Linked DNA regions of Anas platyrhynchos: region 1 is linked to region 2. Evidence: chromatin contacts called from public Hi-C data. All regions are on one chromosome and are shown on one strand. Each heading gives the region's core, a stretch centred on a gene start, on an enhancer-like site or on the middle of the called end of the contact. The rest is flanking DNA. Distances are from core to core; before and after follow the strand shown. Region 1 has its middle 24 kb from the start of ATP5MC2. Region 2 holds the start of HOXC10 (homeobox C10).

Region 1 (2,802 bases), core at 54-2,553, 92 kb after region 2:
CCACCCATCTGCCCCCTCTCTGACCACGCAGGCAGCCCTGAGCATAAGCACAAGCCTGGCCTTGGTATTTTTAAAAGATGCTTTGAAAATTCACTTTAGGACTATTATTCCCGCAGCCTTATTATTTTCAGATGCAAAGAGCGCGCTGTTTGGCAGCCGGCAGCCGGAGTTAATACAATGCAAATGCGGCGGATCCACCGCAGCTGAACTCCTTACGTCCCGGAGTGCGGCTGCGCCCTTGATTTCTCAACAACGGGTCTTTGGAAAGACACCAGAACATCTTCTGCAAAGGATTTGCTCCTCTCAAGTCTGGTTCATCCGAAAGTTTATTAGTGGAGAGGGGGTAATGAAAATAACGTGAGCTGGCATCGTAAACACGCACACTCAGCCGAAGGAGCCGAACGCAGTTTGGAACAAGCCGTGTAAGCACCGCAGTATCGTATTCCTTCCATCCTCCCAGCCAGCCAAATGCCAATAATTAGCCATAAATAATACCTAGGCTCCTCACAGCAGGTTAATCCACTATAAACATGAACTGAGCTGGAGAAATAACCCCGGGATGGAAAACAGCCTGGTAGCCAAGTGAGAAGTTTTGTGCAGACGGAGCCGCTGCCAGATTTGGAGTCGCTGGATCCGAGCAGCTCCTTGGCTCGCTCTGTGGCTGCTTGGCCACCAAGAGCATCCCTGCCTCGACGGGAGGTCGGGGCTGCTCCGAGGCCGTGGTCCTTCCCCAAAATCCTAGCAGGATGCTGGAGTGGTTGGCTGTGCCAGCGATGTCCACGTTGGTGGGGATTGGGGAGCCAAAGCTCCCTCCAGATGGGACAAATCCTGTACCCTGATGGGGTTTCACCTGCTGTCAGCCCCACTCTCAGCCTGTGATCAATCTCAAGAGGCACCGAGGTGTTCATTTCATCTACAGCCCCCTAAATTATCTGTTGGTGGGGAAGGGAGAGGTGACCCAGCCAAAATTCACCTTTCCTCCTGGCCCCATGGTGAGCTCCCAGTGATGATGATGATGATGATGATGATGATGCCCAGCAGATGGGTCATGGCCAGGGGTGGCCAGGAGGTGCCACTAGGGTGCTGAGATGGAAATGTGCCCATTCCCCAGCCCGGTCCCTCGCCTCCCACCACCTGGGCGGGCTGGGACCACGTCACCCGGGGGGGGGGGAGGGCAGGTCACGCTCCACTCCCCTCCGCAGGAGCTGCCAAAGCTTGGGCTATATACAGGACTGTTAAGTCAGGCAAATTCCCATCCAGGACCTCTCAGCTGCTATTTATAAAAGCTGCTGCTTTCATTCGAGCCGAGCGGGAGAGCGAGGAGGGCTCGCGCAAGCTGGGAGAGGCGAAGCGGAGCAGCGTGTCTGGTTTGGAGACAGTGCCGTGTCCGTAACACTGTGCAGATGTTAAACCAAAGCAGTTTAGTCACCAGTCGCTTTCATTTTCCTAATGTGCTTTTATATATATATATATAATTTTTTTCTCCCATATGCTCAAAACATTTATTTCCCCCCCCCTTTTCTTTCTAAGCTGCAACCCTGCCACGCTCTCCTCCTCCTCGCAGGGACAACCCCAGCCCTCATTGGGGAAGCCCCCCCCTCCATTTGGCAAAACGGGTTTGCAGGGTGGGAAGGAGCGAGGATCCCAAACCCCCATCTCTCATCAGTGCCTCAGGACCACGACCGCTCCCCAAGGTCCCTTGTGGCCATTTTTCTCCACCCCAGTCCTTCCAGTACGGGTGGGTGCCCCAGACTGGACAGACTGGGAGAGGCATTTGGGAGCCAGTGATCAGCTTTGATTTTTTTTAAGAGAAAAAGCCAGGATCTGTCCTGCTCGGGGGCTGCTCAGATGTTTTAATCCAAAACAAAGACAGAAATCTATAGCAAAAAGCCCCCGAGAAGGGGATTGAGGGTGGAAACGCTGTCAGTGGTCCCTTCACTTGGAACCAGTGGTTCCCCATGGCCAGTGGAGGGCTGTGGGGCTGGAGATGGGGACAGGAGAGTCACTGCTTTGCATGGGACCAGATGAAGCTGCCCCCAAGCAAAACCACCACTTGTAGGGGTGGGAAGGGTCTAGGGCTACCCCTTTCTGAAAAAATAAACGGGTGTCAGCCCACTGTGAGCAGGGCAAGAAGGCGAAGAAAGGGCAGCTTCTGTCCCGGCATAATTCCTCCTTGTCACTCGCTGCGAGGAGCCGCATTCCAGCGTCACCAGACCAGGCCAACTTTCCAAAAATATCACTTTCAGGAGGAGTTATGGTTTTCAGCTTCCTCTCTTGGGGGCAAAATTTTTCCCTACCCCCATCGCTCTGTAGCAGCATCCCTCCCCGCCAGCCCAAACGCAACCCGTGATGTTCTGCCCCAGATCTCCCCGTCTGCAGCCAAGAAACAGCCAAGCGTGGCCCCTTTCCAGCTCCCATGAATGGGATGTTTGGAAAACAGTTCCAATTTTTTTTTTTTTTTTTTTAAGGGATTCTCAAAGAACAGAAGGGAGGCAGGAGGCTACATTTTTATTTCTTTTCTTTTTTCTTTCTTTCTTTCTTTTTTTTTTTTTTAAGAGACACCTCCGACATAATTGATTTTAAAAGCAGAATAAGAGAAAAGGTGAAGGGGAGAAAATGGCTATTTATGCAATTTTTCTCTGAATGTGTCTGTGTCACCTAATAGCTTTGAACCTGGAGGCCAATACCAACTGGATTAGGCAGTGATGCCCGGATCTGCCAAATTTCATGGCAACCAGCAGAGGAGAGAAGAAAGAACCTGAAAGGAGGACCTTCAACCCTTTGTAGACATCAGAGAACCTG
Region 2 (2,700 bases), core at 96-2,595:
CCTTAAAAAACACAAAACCCCCCAAAGAACCCCTCCCCCAAACAAAACCCAAGTCACTGCGATATCAGAGTCTTTGCAAAGCCACCTAATCTCAACACATTCTGCAGCGTTGGTTGCAAGGACATTTTTTTTCCATAAGTACATGCACAGCAATTTTTCTCCATATAAACAGCGAGAGGACGACTTTTCAAATAGCTGACTGCTCTCTTTTTTTTTTTTTTTTTTCTTCCTTTCCCTCAGCTCCAATACACATATTTTTAAGTTAACGTTTCTAGTAAGAATATATATATGTATTTCAAAAGTCAGCAACAATAAACAACAATATTATGCCAATCTCTGGAAAAGAAGTTGGCAGGATAGAGAGCACATTACTGCATATTCTTATTACGGTTCTTATTAGCTATGGATGATTACTAATTGCCGAAATTAGCTACTGATAATGAATGATTCCCTTACCTTTTGCTTCATTGTCAGAATTGTCAGTGCTGGTGTCAGTGTTTTTATTCAGGTCTTTCTCTGCTTCCGAAGGACTTATTTTGGGTGCTGGGGCGCTTTTTTCTGTTTTAATTTCGTTCGTGGATGTGTTCTGAGTATTATCTGTTTTTGTGTTTTCGGGGAAACTCACTTTAGCCACCGGGGGCGGCGGAGGAGGTGGAGGAGGTGGTGGTGCTGGTTCCAGATGCTCATTCCTTGGGTTCAGGCTCGCCCTGGATTCAAAACTTGCCTCAAACTCATTTGGATTGCTGCAGTTTGACGTCTTCTCCATGGAGGGGTAACCTTGGCTTGCTCGGTAGTAGCTAGGAACGGGGACTTCATGGTCATTTAGGCAAGACTCAGGCATTTGGTTGGGATAGAGGGCTGTCTCTGTGGCATTTTTAGCTCTTTTATCAGCGTTATACATACAGCAAACATTCTCTTCCTTGACATTGGTTGGGAAGGAGCAGGATGGGAGCTGTCTTGCAACAGGTTGCTCGATCCTGTACGTATTTTTGGGGTCACACCAAGTGTCTAGCTGAGAAAGGTAAGATGGATAGGTGCTGAGAGACAAGGTAGCGCTATTCACCTCGTCCCTTTTGGAAAGAGACGGGATAATTCCACAGTTCCTCATGACTCCGCAGCTGAAATCGCTCCCAGGCTGCATGTACATCCCTTGGCTGGAGGAATAATTCTCCCCTCTACAGGTACCGGCCAACGAGTCCATCAAAAACGAGTTAGAAGTCACATTGTTGGGACATGACATTTTCAGAGAGGGTTTTTAAGGAGGAATACTCCAGCCAGGGGCTGACATCTTTTTTTTAGGGGGAAAAAATATCAAGCACCATAATTATCCACGCATCGGTCCCCCCCCCCACCCCCCCCACGTGATGCCCAGGCCAATGAGGATTGAAAATGGCCTTGATGATTCAGACGGGGCCGACGTCACGGGGGTCAAGTTGTCGGGACCGGGAGCGGCACCGTGGAGCAACAGCGACATCTGCCAGCACCGGGCCGGGACCTTCACGTTGAACAAAGGCAGAACCCCGCCGCCCCCGCTCCCCTCCCGCCAGTTTGTTTACCAACGGAGCCACGCGTGGAAGGGGGCGAAGGAGGAAAAAAAAAGCGAGGGAGACCCCCCTTTTTCAAAAAAAAAAAAAAAATCGCGGAGGAAGATTTTTGGGGAAAAAAAAAAAAAAAAATGATTAAAAAAATTGCGGAGAATGGGGGACAGAGGGTGAAAAAAATCTATTTCTATTTTTTAAAATCTCAGCTCCCCCACTTTCCTTTCTCCCTGTCTCCGTGCCTTCTCGGAATTGTCTTTTTGCGCCCCAAAACCGATGGCGATTTTTAATTGTTGCCTCCCAAACAGAGGACCCCCCCCCCGCCACTCGGCTGCGCCGTCCCCCCCCGCCCCGGGCACGGGCGAGCTCCCCTGGGCTCAGCCGGCTGCTGAGCAGCTTCTATTTCTTGCTCTTTTAATTCTAATTAAAATTATTTGGGGCTCGGGAGTGGAGGGCTGGCAACGCTTTGGGGGTGCGGTGGGGTGATGCGCTCGGAGCCGCTTTTCTTTGGCTGCTTCGACGGAGATGTGGGAAGAGAGGGGGAAAATTGGGGGAATAATTCAGAGAGCTGCTTGCTGCCCTTCAGCCAGGCATTTCCCCGAAATCCCGAAGCCCAGACTCCTTAAGCAGGTTGGATTTTTCCCAAGCAGCATTTTTTTTTTTTTTTATGAAGAAAAAGACAATAAAAGCCTAGGTTGCCTTTCTTATTTCCCCATTTTCCCTCAGCAAAGCAGCTTCGCCTTCCCTGAGCCTGCAAAGACAGCTTTTTTTAATTATCCACTTTCATTCCGAACTGTCTTAAGTTTCTGGGCTAAAATGGCATGTGTGGTGTCGTGCACAAAAATTCCTCGTGGAGGGGAAAAGGGGGTCGAATTTGCTCAAAGGGAGCGACTTTTCAGATGGTGAACTGCACGAGTGTGGTGCTGTGGTGGGTTTCTCCCCTCCTGTCTCTCTGTCTGTCTCTCTGTCTGCTCCTTCTTTCTCTCTGTGTCTCTTCAGGAAATAAGAAGGGGGGGAGAAAAAAAACCAACCTGGGACTCACTAAACATCGTTCAGAAGAATTGGCAAACCGAAACTTTCCCGGTTTGCTAGGATTTTATTACTTCTTTTTTTTTTTTTTTTTTTTTTTTTTTTTTCTTTCTGGGGAGATTACACGAGGAAA

What was found. A called contact is a pair of places that touch in the nucleus more often than the background predicts.
Region 1: a contact with region 2 is called in a Hi-C map of liver, with 2.2 times the contacts expected there. The contact joins the enhancer-like site here to the promoter of HOXC10 in region 2. A contact is called at or near these places in 2 of 8 Hi-C or Micro-C datasets (liver and subcutaneous adipose tissue).

Annotation. Positions count from the first base shown.
Region 1 is chr34:1,967,833-1,970,634 of IASCAAS_PekinDuck_T2T, forward strand. No RefSeq gene overlaps it. Among named protein-coding and RNA genes, the nearest start is that of ATP5MC2, 24 kb to the right of the region's middle. Within about 2 kb of position 1,304, at least 1 of the 8 cell types and tissues checked has an H3K27ac peak or open chromatin away from gene starts, as enhancers often do. A contact at or near this core is called in subcutaneous adipose tissue, where this site is marked.
Region 2 is chr34:1,875,434-1,878,133 of IASCAAS_PekinDuck_T2T, forward strand. It overlaps HOXC10 (homeobox C10), which reads right to left and starts at 1,346. Exons shown (of 2, transcript XM_005027447.6): 1 at 457-1,346. The coding sequence starts at 1,240.